Linked DNA regions of Mus musculus: region 2 is linked to region 1. Evidence: chromatin contacts called from public HiChIP or PLAC-seq data. All regions are on one chromosome and are shown on one strand. Each heading gives the region's core, a stretch centred on a gene start, on an enhancer-like site or on the middle of the called end of the contact. The rest is flanking DNA. Distances are from core to core; before and after follow the strand shown. Region 1 has its middle 5.2 kb from the start of Gm33538. Region 2 holds the start of Tmem178 (transmembrane protein 178).

Evidence for each region. HiChIP or PLAC-seq counts read pairs in DNA pulled down with a chosen protein or histone mark.
Region 2: a contact with region 1 is called in an H3K4me3 HiChIP or PLAC-seq map of bone marrow-derived macrophages, with 2.7 times the contacts expected there. The contact joins the promoter of Tmem178 here to the enhancer-like site in region 1. A contact is called at or near these places in 4 of 39 promoter capture datasets (the 3T3-L1 cell line, embryonic stem cells, hippocampal neurons and 1 more), 4 of 484 Hi-C or Micro-C datasets (bone marrow-derived macrophages, cerebellar granule neurons and cerebral cortex), 7 of 115 datasets of contacts at active chromatin or transcription factors (bone marrow-derived macrophages, embryonic forebrain, embryonic stem cells and 4 more) and 2 of 9 other capture datasets (bone marrow-derived macrophages and liver).

Annotation. Positions count from the first base shown.
Region 1 is chr17:80,788,246-80,792,575 of GRCm38.p6, forward strand. No RefSeq gene overlaps it. Among named protein-coding and RNA genes, the nearest start is that of Gm33538, 5.2 kb to the left of the region's middle. Within about 2 kb of position 1,611, at least 19 of the 459 cell types and tissues checked have an H3K27ac peak or open chromatin away from gene starts, as enhancers often do. A contact at or near this core is called in bone marrow-derived macrophages, where this site is marked.
Region 2 is chr17:80,943,049-80,947,310 of GRCm38.p6, forward strand. It overlaps Tmem178 (transmembrane protein 178), which reads left to right and starts at 1,584. Exons shown (of 4, transcript NM_026516.2): 1 at 1,584-2,040. The coding sequence starts at 1,641.

The DNA.
Region 1 (4,330 bases), core at 361-2,860:
ACTTTGAACAGTATTATGGAACCAGGCATGACGTCATCCACGGAACTTTGACATAACTAGATCAAAAAACCAGGAATGACAGTGCATGCTGTAATCTTAGCACTTGAGAAACCAAGGCAGGAGGAATGAGAATTCAAGGTTGACCTGGGTTGTAGAGGGAGACAGTGTCTCAAACAAATGAATACCCACTCCCAACAAAACCCTGAGCTAAGACCTCAACTCAGGTTAATCAAATCAAGATCTTTGGCAGGTAGAGTGCAAAATATTGTTAAAAACAAAAACAAAAACACAACAACCAAGCCAACTTTCCCAAGTTCTGCAGTTTGAGAGTGGGATAGAAGTTTGGTCCAATTGGAAGATGGTGGAACCTTCAAATGATGAAGCGCCACTGGGAAGTCCTTAGGTGGGTGGGATCCTTGCCTTTAAAGAGATTAAGAACATCTCCTGAGATCCTTGAGCTGTCAAGAGTTCTGTAGCAGGAGCCAGCCAGCCAGCTAGAATCCTTCCTGAAAGTTTGGAGATGTGATCTTATTTCTTCTTCCTGTAAAGTCCTTGTGCTGTAAAGCTGTCCCCTCTACACCCTTGAGAGAAACAGAGGCCTAACCTTTCCTCTAACCTTCAGGACTGTGAACTAAATGAGCCCTTTAAAATTTATTTTATTTTTATATTTATTTACTTTGTGTGTATGTGCATACGTGCATGAGGCTTATATGCAAGGGGTGGTGGTGATGGTGATGGAGGTGGTATATGTGTGTGAGTAGCTTATATTTGTGTGATGTACATACGTGTGTGTGTGTGTGTGTGTGTGTGCATATGCCTGCCTTTGTGTGCACATAGAGACCAGAGGAACATTAGGCATCATGCTTTGTTACTTCCTGTCTTCTTCCCTTGGGACAAGGCCTCTTAATGAGTCTGAAGCTGGGTTTGGAGCCAGCAAGCCCCGGTCATCTTCCTGTCACCATCCTCTCCCACTATATCACTAAGGTCACAAGCACATGGAACAATGCCCAGTTTCCAATGGGGATTATGGGAAACCGAACTCAAGGACTCTTGCTGTTCACAGTTTTCTGACCCTCTAAGGCATCTCCCCAAACCAAATCTTATTAGTTAACTAATTAATTAATCAATCAACCTATTTTTACAGCACTGATGCAGTGCTTCACCATAGCAAGTTCCTCCCGTATTTTATAAATAAAGTTGGTCTGCCTCAGTTAGGTCATAGCAACAGCAACAATGAAGAAGAGACAGCCATGTGCAGCTTCTTACTTTACTACCTGACACAGTAATACCTAAGATTCCAAGACGCAAAGCCCTATCCTACCCAGCAAGATAAACAAAGACTCTCTGAGAAGGAACTCACATATGAATATTTGTATACATTCAGACTAAGATGGAAACACACACAGAAGGGATCAAAACCACTTCTCTTCAGAATTTCTAAAATCTCTATTTCTCGAATCTCTATTATTTGGCTAGAGCCTGGCTTATCAAGTCACATCTGACTCTCTGTTCTAAAAGAGCATTTCATGAAGTTGCAAGTTCTCTGTGGGTATCCGCCGTCATCACCCAGTGCCTGACCGCGGACAGTACGTACTCGGCTACAACAATGACTAAGACACATCTCACGGCTCAGTTGTGACACTCAGGACTAAAGGAATGATAATAAATCATTCAAACCCAGCATCACATCAGTCATCGCTTGTCTGTCCCCACTCGGGGGTTATTAACGTGTCAAGGAGACTTTGAAGAAAAGTGAAAGTGATAGTTCTAGCTGCGTTCACGTCTATTTGAAAGGCTAATTTATTTTTAGTGTACTCTCCAGGGGTAAAAAAAAAATCTGTCATTATGGGAACATTTCCCTTAAAATAGAAGAAGGTGTCTTATTTTTAGTCTAATACTAATATTTAGTTCATCAAATGGACTGAGATATTGACGTGCTATCTAAATTATCCAGTTCAGATAAGAATAGTGCCAAGTGATATCCATAGAAGGTTAAATTAATGCCTTACTAATTAATATTTTGGGGATTAACTAATGAGAAGAGATGGCAGGAGTCTCCTGAGTGAGCGGTAACCCATCCAACCGGCAGCCGGGTGTGGCTACAATACAGAATAGAATAGAGCAGAGGTTGAAAAACTTGTTTCTTGTTTTAAATCTTCTTTCTCTTCTTGAGGCCTGGTCTCATATAGTCCAAGCTGGCTTCAAACTCACTCTATAGCCAAGGATAAACGTAAACTTCTGGTCTCCTGTATCTACCTGTCCAGGGCTGGGATTGCAGGGATACCCCACCACATCTGGTTTACACAGTACTGATGTTACATTTGAGCATGCTAGGCAAGCACTCTGCCAATGGAACCACACTACCACACCCACAAAGTATTTTTCTTTTAGGAAAAATGGTACATTGTCTAGGTTTTGCGACTCAGCTCTTGATTTATAGCATTAAAGTAACCAGAGAAGATGTATACATAATAAGATGTGATTGTGCTTTGCGAATAGATTACAGCACTGAGAACGTAGCTCAATAGATAGGGTGCTGGACTAGCATGCGTGAGTCTTGGGTTCAATTCCCAGTACTACATAAACTGATATAGTGATATATGCCTGTCATCCCAGCACAAGGGAGGTAGAAGGCAGGAGGATCGGAAGTTCAAGATCAGCTACATAAGGAGTTCAGGGTCAGATTGGGGCCTAGCTCAACAACACAAAACAACTCCCCCCCAGTAAACTGTAGATGGATTTGGCATGTGTGTCATTGCTGGTCCACTTCGGGAATGGGAAAGCATATCAGCGTTAAGCTGGCACCCAGGCTGCAGTGGAAGTGTAGCAGCAACCATTGGAATTTTAACTAAAAGAAGCTGGTGGGTGTTAGGGTTGTATACAATCAAGGAGGAATAGGCATGAGAAAACATTAATGATACTGGGTGGCAAGTGCGATCTTTGCTAACTGTGTTTTCTGAGGACTTGCTGCTTCCTGTGTTTTATCTCAAATACTCCTGACAATAACCTAAAAGTGTTTCTATGCTAGGTAGGGATCTTTCACATTTTGTAGTTGATGAAACTGAAGTTCAAAGAGGCTATCTAACTTCCTCAATGACCCAGCTAGCAAGTCTACCTGAGATAGGAGACCAGTTAGTCTGACTGTGGATAGTGTTCTATCTCACTGCAAAGGCCAAGGCCAAGGCCAAAGTCATCACAGCTGGAAAGGAATGGGAGGCTTTCTATGTGAATGATGTAGTCTCCGTTCAGGTTGCTAGAGTGCATCATACAGCTTAATGGATCAGCAATAGCATCCATTTTGCATGCAGAACAATCTAGAAGTTGGAGTTAGTATCCTCCTTCTGAGAAAGGGTTTGCTTATTTGTCTGCCTATCCATTTGTTTGTTTTGAAGAGTACAATAGAGACAATGTCTTCCTTTAGAGAAAAAAAATGAGTGAAGCTTGCTTGTAGACCATTGTGGAAGACTGGGGATCTGCAGCTGTAATGGAGCGTTTTTATCACGTCCCTTGAGACTTGGAGAGCAAAGAGAAATGAATGCTAACATGAATCTCATGTTACTTGCTATGCTTTTGTCTTTGGTCTAGAAGTCATCTAGTCTTCCACCAGCATCCACAAATCCGTGACAAGCTGTCATGTTATTCTGCAAGCAGAATAAAATCTCAAACCACAAGAGGTGCAATGGGTCATGACGTCTGCGCTGCAGATTAATTTGGATTGTAGTCTTGTTTTGATCTGTGTGTGTGTGTGTGTGTGTGTGTGTGTGTGTGTGTTTGTATTCACAGTCTCCTTTAATAAACACCTATACACAGACACGGACACATAAACACACACACACACACACACACACACACACACACACACACACCACTACTCCAATAATCTGGCTGAGTTTCCTGAATTTGGGGAGACTGTAGAGGCCAGCAAACCCGGAGTACCTTATCCTGGGAAAGCCACCTTTGTGACAATGGTATCTCTGCTACTACTTCAGTATGTGTCTGCTTTTTGAAATATGGTCGCTCAGAGTTCTGGGCTTGCTGGTTCAGCAAGGCTGCCTAGCCAGCAAGCCTTGGGAATCCACCTCTCTCCACCTCCCTACACCGCCCCACACAACAGGGCTCACCAGCCAGTCCCACCATGCCCTACATTTCACGTGTGTCTGAGGGTTGGACTCAGGTTCTCATGCCGTGGGTCAAGCACTTTATCAACTGAGACATCTTTCCAGTCCCCTTGATCTCTTTAAACCATGGATGAAGGAGAACCAGAAGCAAGCACGGAGGCTGGAGAGAGGCAAGTCTCCACAAGCACCTTTAATTCTTGATTATGCAACCA
Region 2 (4,262 bases), core at 334-2,833, 150 kb after region 1:
GAACAGCTAAGAAGAGGTACATGCTCTTCCACAGGAAAAAAAAAATCCCTGAAGACGTGGAGCCCAAGCAGCAATGAACATGGATCGCAGCAGCATCTCGTGTCACCGTTACAGATGCCATTCCATAGGAGGCAGATCAACCACCTCTATACCAACGGACGTGGGGCACTAATTAATAAGTCCCATTAAAGCACGGAGTAATGACATTTAGCATCTAATGAATGCCTCATAATCTCTTCAGTCATTAATATTTCATAGTGTCAGAGCATAAGGATAGCCGTCCTGGACTGGTACAGCATGGTTTTCTGCCTCTGACATGGCCCCAAGGGTGTAGGTGGGACCAGGGTATGGCACCTTGCCATGCAGAATATACATGCGCATCATTCACTCTGTACTTTGGTCCCAAGGATTCCTCTTTTAGAAAGATCCTGCCTGCCATTTTTAGAGTGAACATCTGTGACTCCAGAAAAGCCCTGGAAAAGCAGAAAGCCTCAGATGTTGACCGGTGTAGAGCACTGGTTTGTTGTTGACCCTCGATGACCACCAGGAAAAAAAAAAACTAGTACAGGAGAAAATCATTACTTTGATTTATCACTGGTGGGCTTGCTTTATTCAAAGGCAATAATCACTTGGCAGAGCAGGTGCCACTGCAAGGCCGTATTGATCCAGGAGACGGTCAGTCACTCAGGCGTAGAGATAGCCCAAGAAAAAGAAGTCCATCTCAGAACAGGCAGGAATGAAGTGGGCGGCTATTATCTCTGACTGTGGTTCTGTGGCTCCAGGGACACTGGGCATCTTCTTGCAGAAGCAGGGCTGGAGCAGAGAGAAGGGTTCCAGGCTGCCAGGAGCCCGAGAGAGGGAAGCAGGGCTATTGAGCTAGCTGCCAAGGTCTCTGAGATTGGATCCTTCGGAAGTCTAGAAAAGAGGCTGGCTGCTCTAGATCAAGAGTCTAAAGAGTCAAAACCACACGCGTTCAAGGATGGGATTTGCTCCTGGGAGCAAAACAGAGACAGTGATCAAAATCAACTTGGACAAGAGACAAAGATCCAGCCTGATGTTGGTGGATGTCTTGTAAGGTCGTGGGAGGGACAGAGGATCGGAGGTGGTGTGTGCAGGGGTAGGTGCAGAGAGGGTTGGAATCCAAGGCAGGTATATAAAGGCAGAAGGAGCCAGGGACACAAAGGCCCTCCCGAGTGGGGAAAGAGCGTCTGGAAGAGTTGAAGAAAAGTAAAGGGAAAGTAGGGACGGGGTTAAGAGGAGAAAGGAGGATAGAGAGCAAAGGGAGGATGGAGAGCAGAGGTGAAGGCAGGGAGAGGGGGCTGGAGAGAGGGGGCTGACCGCGGGAGCTGGAAGCAGGGAGAGGGACGAGGGGCGTGATCGGCCGGGGTAGCGGGTGGGTGGGTTGTGGAGTGCGGGGAGCCGGCTTAGGGGGAGGGCCGCGGGAAAGTGAGAGCGCGGGAGGGCGCGGGGCCGGGCGGGAGGAGGCTCCCGCGGGGGAGAGAGGCGGGCGGGCGGCCGTGGGAGGGAGAGTGCGGGGCAGGTGGCAGGGAGGGAGGGCGCTCGGCGGAGCGCCGAGGCCAAGTGCATTGTGTCTGGCGGCGGCGGCGAGCCCACCGGCGGCGGCTGCTGGCCGGGAAGCCATGGAGCCACGGGCGCTCGTCACGGCGCTAAGCCTCGGCCTCAGCCTTTGCTCCCTGGGGCTGCTCGTCACGGCCATCTTCACCGACCACTGGTACGAGACCGACCCCCGGCGCCACAAGGAGAGCTGCGAGCGCAGCCGCGCGGGCGCCGACCCCCCGGATCAGAAGAACCGCCTGATGCCGCTGTCGCACCTGCCGCTGCGGGACTCGCCTCCCCTGGGGCGCCGGCTGCTCCCCGGCGGCCCCGGGCGCTCAGACCCTGAGTCCTGGCGCTCGCTTCTGGGGCTTGGCGGGTTGGACGCTGAGTGTGGCCGGCCACTGTTCGCCACCTACTCGGGCCTCTGGAGGAAGTGCTACTTTCTGGGCATCGACCGGGACATCGACACCCTCATCCTGAAAGGTGAGCGGCGGGCGCGCCCCGCGTCTCTACGTCCGCGCGCGGAGCTCAGCCCGGGCATCCCAGGGGCGCGCGGGTCCCCGCGGTCGCCTCTCCAGTCGCTGCGCTCCGTTGCCCCGCGCATTTTTCACCCTTCCAGATTGCTTCCCTGCTTTCCTTCCCCAGCTACTCTTCTTTCTCCCTTTCCTTGCTCCTTCATCCTACCCTTCTTTTACCATTTTCCTGGACTCCGTTTTACCCCTCACACTGTCTCTTTATCTTCCCTAAGACTCTCTCCTCTGGTCCTTCTCTGTCTGTGCCTGGCTGACTCGGGGTGTAGATATGGATTTTCTTGACAGTGTTCCCAGGGAGGGTGACAGCCACAAAGACTGATCTTTCTCAACTGGGTTCCTTTCCTCAACTTGCATTTTCCTTTGAGACGTGCCCTTTGGAAGAGACAAGGTGTAAACCTCAGAACAAGGAAAGAGGGCTTTCTCATGGATTGAGCTCGCTGGTATACCATTAAATCGAGGTGGCATTCCAGCCTGGAATGGGGAGCGAAGGTCTGTCCTCCAAACACTCCAAGTTCAGGATCTGTTTGAATTGGACTTCGTATTCCCTAATTCACTAGTAAAGGCAGCTAAAGGGATCTAAGACACCGGCTTTACTCATTATTCAACCTTCCAGATGACCACCCTCCTCAGGGTCTAGGAAGCAGCTGAGGAGAGCCAAGGGCCAAGTCCTTGAAAGTAGACTTGCGCTCAGAGATTCTACCTGCCACGCTCTTATGGTTGTGACACTTTGTAGGTTGTCTTTATTGTTTTGTTATTGGGCTTTGCGTTGGTACAGCATCATTTTGCTCTTCTGGAATCTATGCAACACCTATCTTATGTATGGAATCAGGTAGTTTGAATATTTTCTTTGTAATCCTCTCTTGTGGTGATTCCTTTAACTTCTAAAGATCAAACCTTAGTAGAATTTTTTGTCCCCTGAGAGAAAAACAAATAAATAAACTTCTTTTCCTTGGACTCACTGTTCCCAAAAGGAAGTACGAGGTCAGTCCATTTGAAAATATTTAGAAGCAAGTGAACAGATGTAAATTGAATTACAGCCTGCCATGGAACTACCGAGAAAGGAGGGGGTTAATACTGGCCTTCCCCATCTTGTTCTTTGGCATAGTCTTCATTTCTCAAACATGTCAATTTCCTCCTTCCCATGGCTAGCCCAGCTGGGGACTGCCATCCAAATCTGTCTGTATATGGAAGGACTCCAGCAATTTGGGGGTGGGGTGGGGTGGGGCAATCGGATACAGTAATCTTCCTTTGGGAAGTAAACCTTTTTCTTTTCTGTTCCAACTTGCATCCAAATCTGATTTCTCCTCATGAAGACACTGCATAATTAATCCTGATAGTAGCGTAATACAGGAACAAACTGTAAAAGCTGACTGTGGAGGCTCAGTTATGGAATGCTCATTTAGGCAGGACAATTTTGAAAGTAAGCAGTGTAGTCTGTCTTTGGAAATAGCAGAATTGCATTTTTCACACACACACACACACACACACACACACACACACACACACACACACATTCCCCTGTGCTTAGAGTATTTCACTGCATGCAATTTGGATAGAGTGTAGTGTCTGAAACAGTAGAGCAGAGTCTAAGCCCACAGCAGGAGAACTCCCACAGGGATACTCCAGGATACTTATGGAAATGTGCTGGCTAGCTGAGGTGTCCAGAATCAAATGATCGTAGGAGATGAAGAATGTTATCAGAGGTCAATGAATCCAACCTTTCAATCCACTGTTCTAACCCTGCTACAGTTTCTGACAGATGGCCACCCAATACAGAACTCATATGCTATTTAGATGAATTACATTGTTCTGGTCATGAATACATCTTTTAGATGAAAAAAAAATTACCTCACATATATACTATTGATAGTTGCTAGCTCATCCTTTGTGGAGAACACTGGGGGTTTCTGGCCTGACAGAAGGTAGGGGTGGCTACAATCGTTCATACTTACTTGGTTTTGTTGTCTCTTGTCTGTGAGGGTTGACTATTCTTTGGGGAACTTGCTAGATCTGAGATGTATCGTTGTTTTAAGAACAACAACATGATTTTAGCTTCCTGGGAAGCTAGTGAGCTGATACTGTTAGAAAATGAGGAGCTTAGACCAAAGGATGACGCCTGTCATTCCGGGATTCTGATTTGTTGTTGGTTGTTGGGGAGAAGATGAGAAGCGC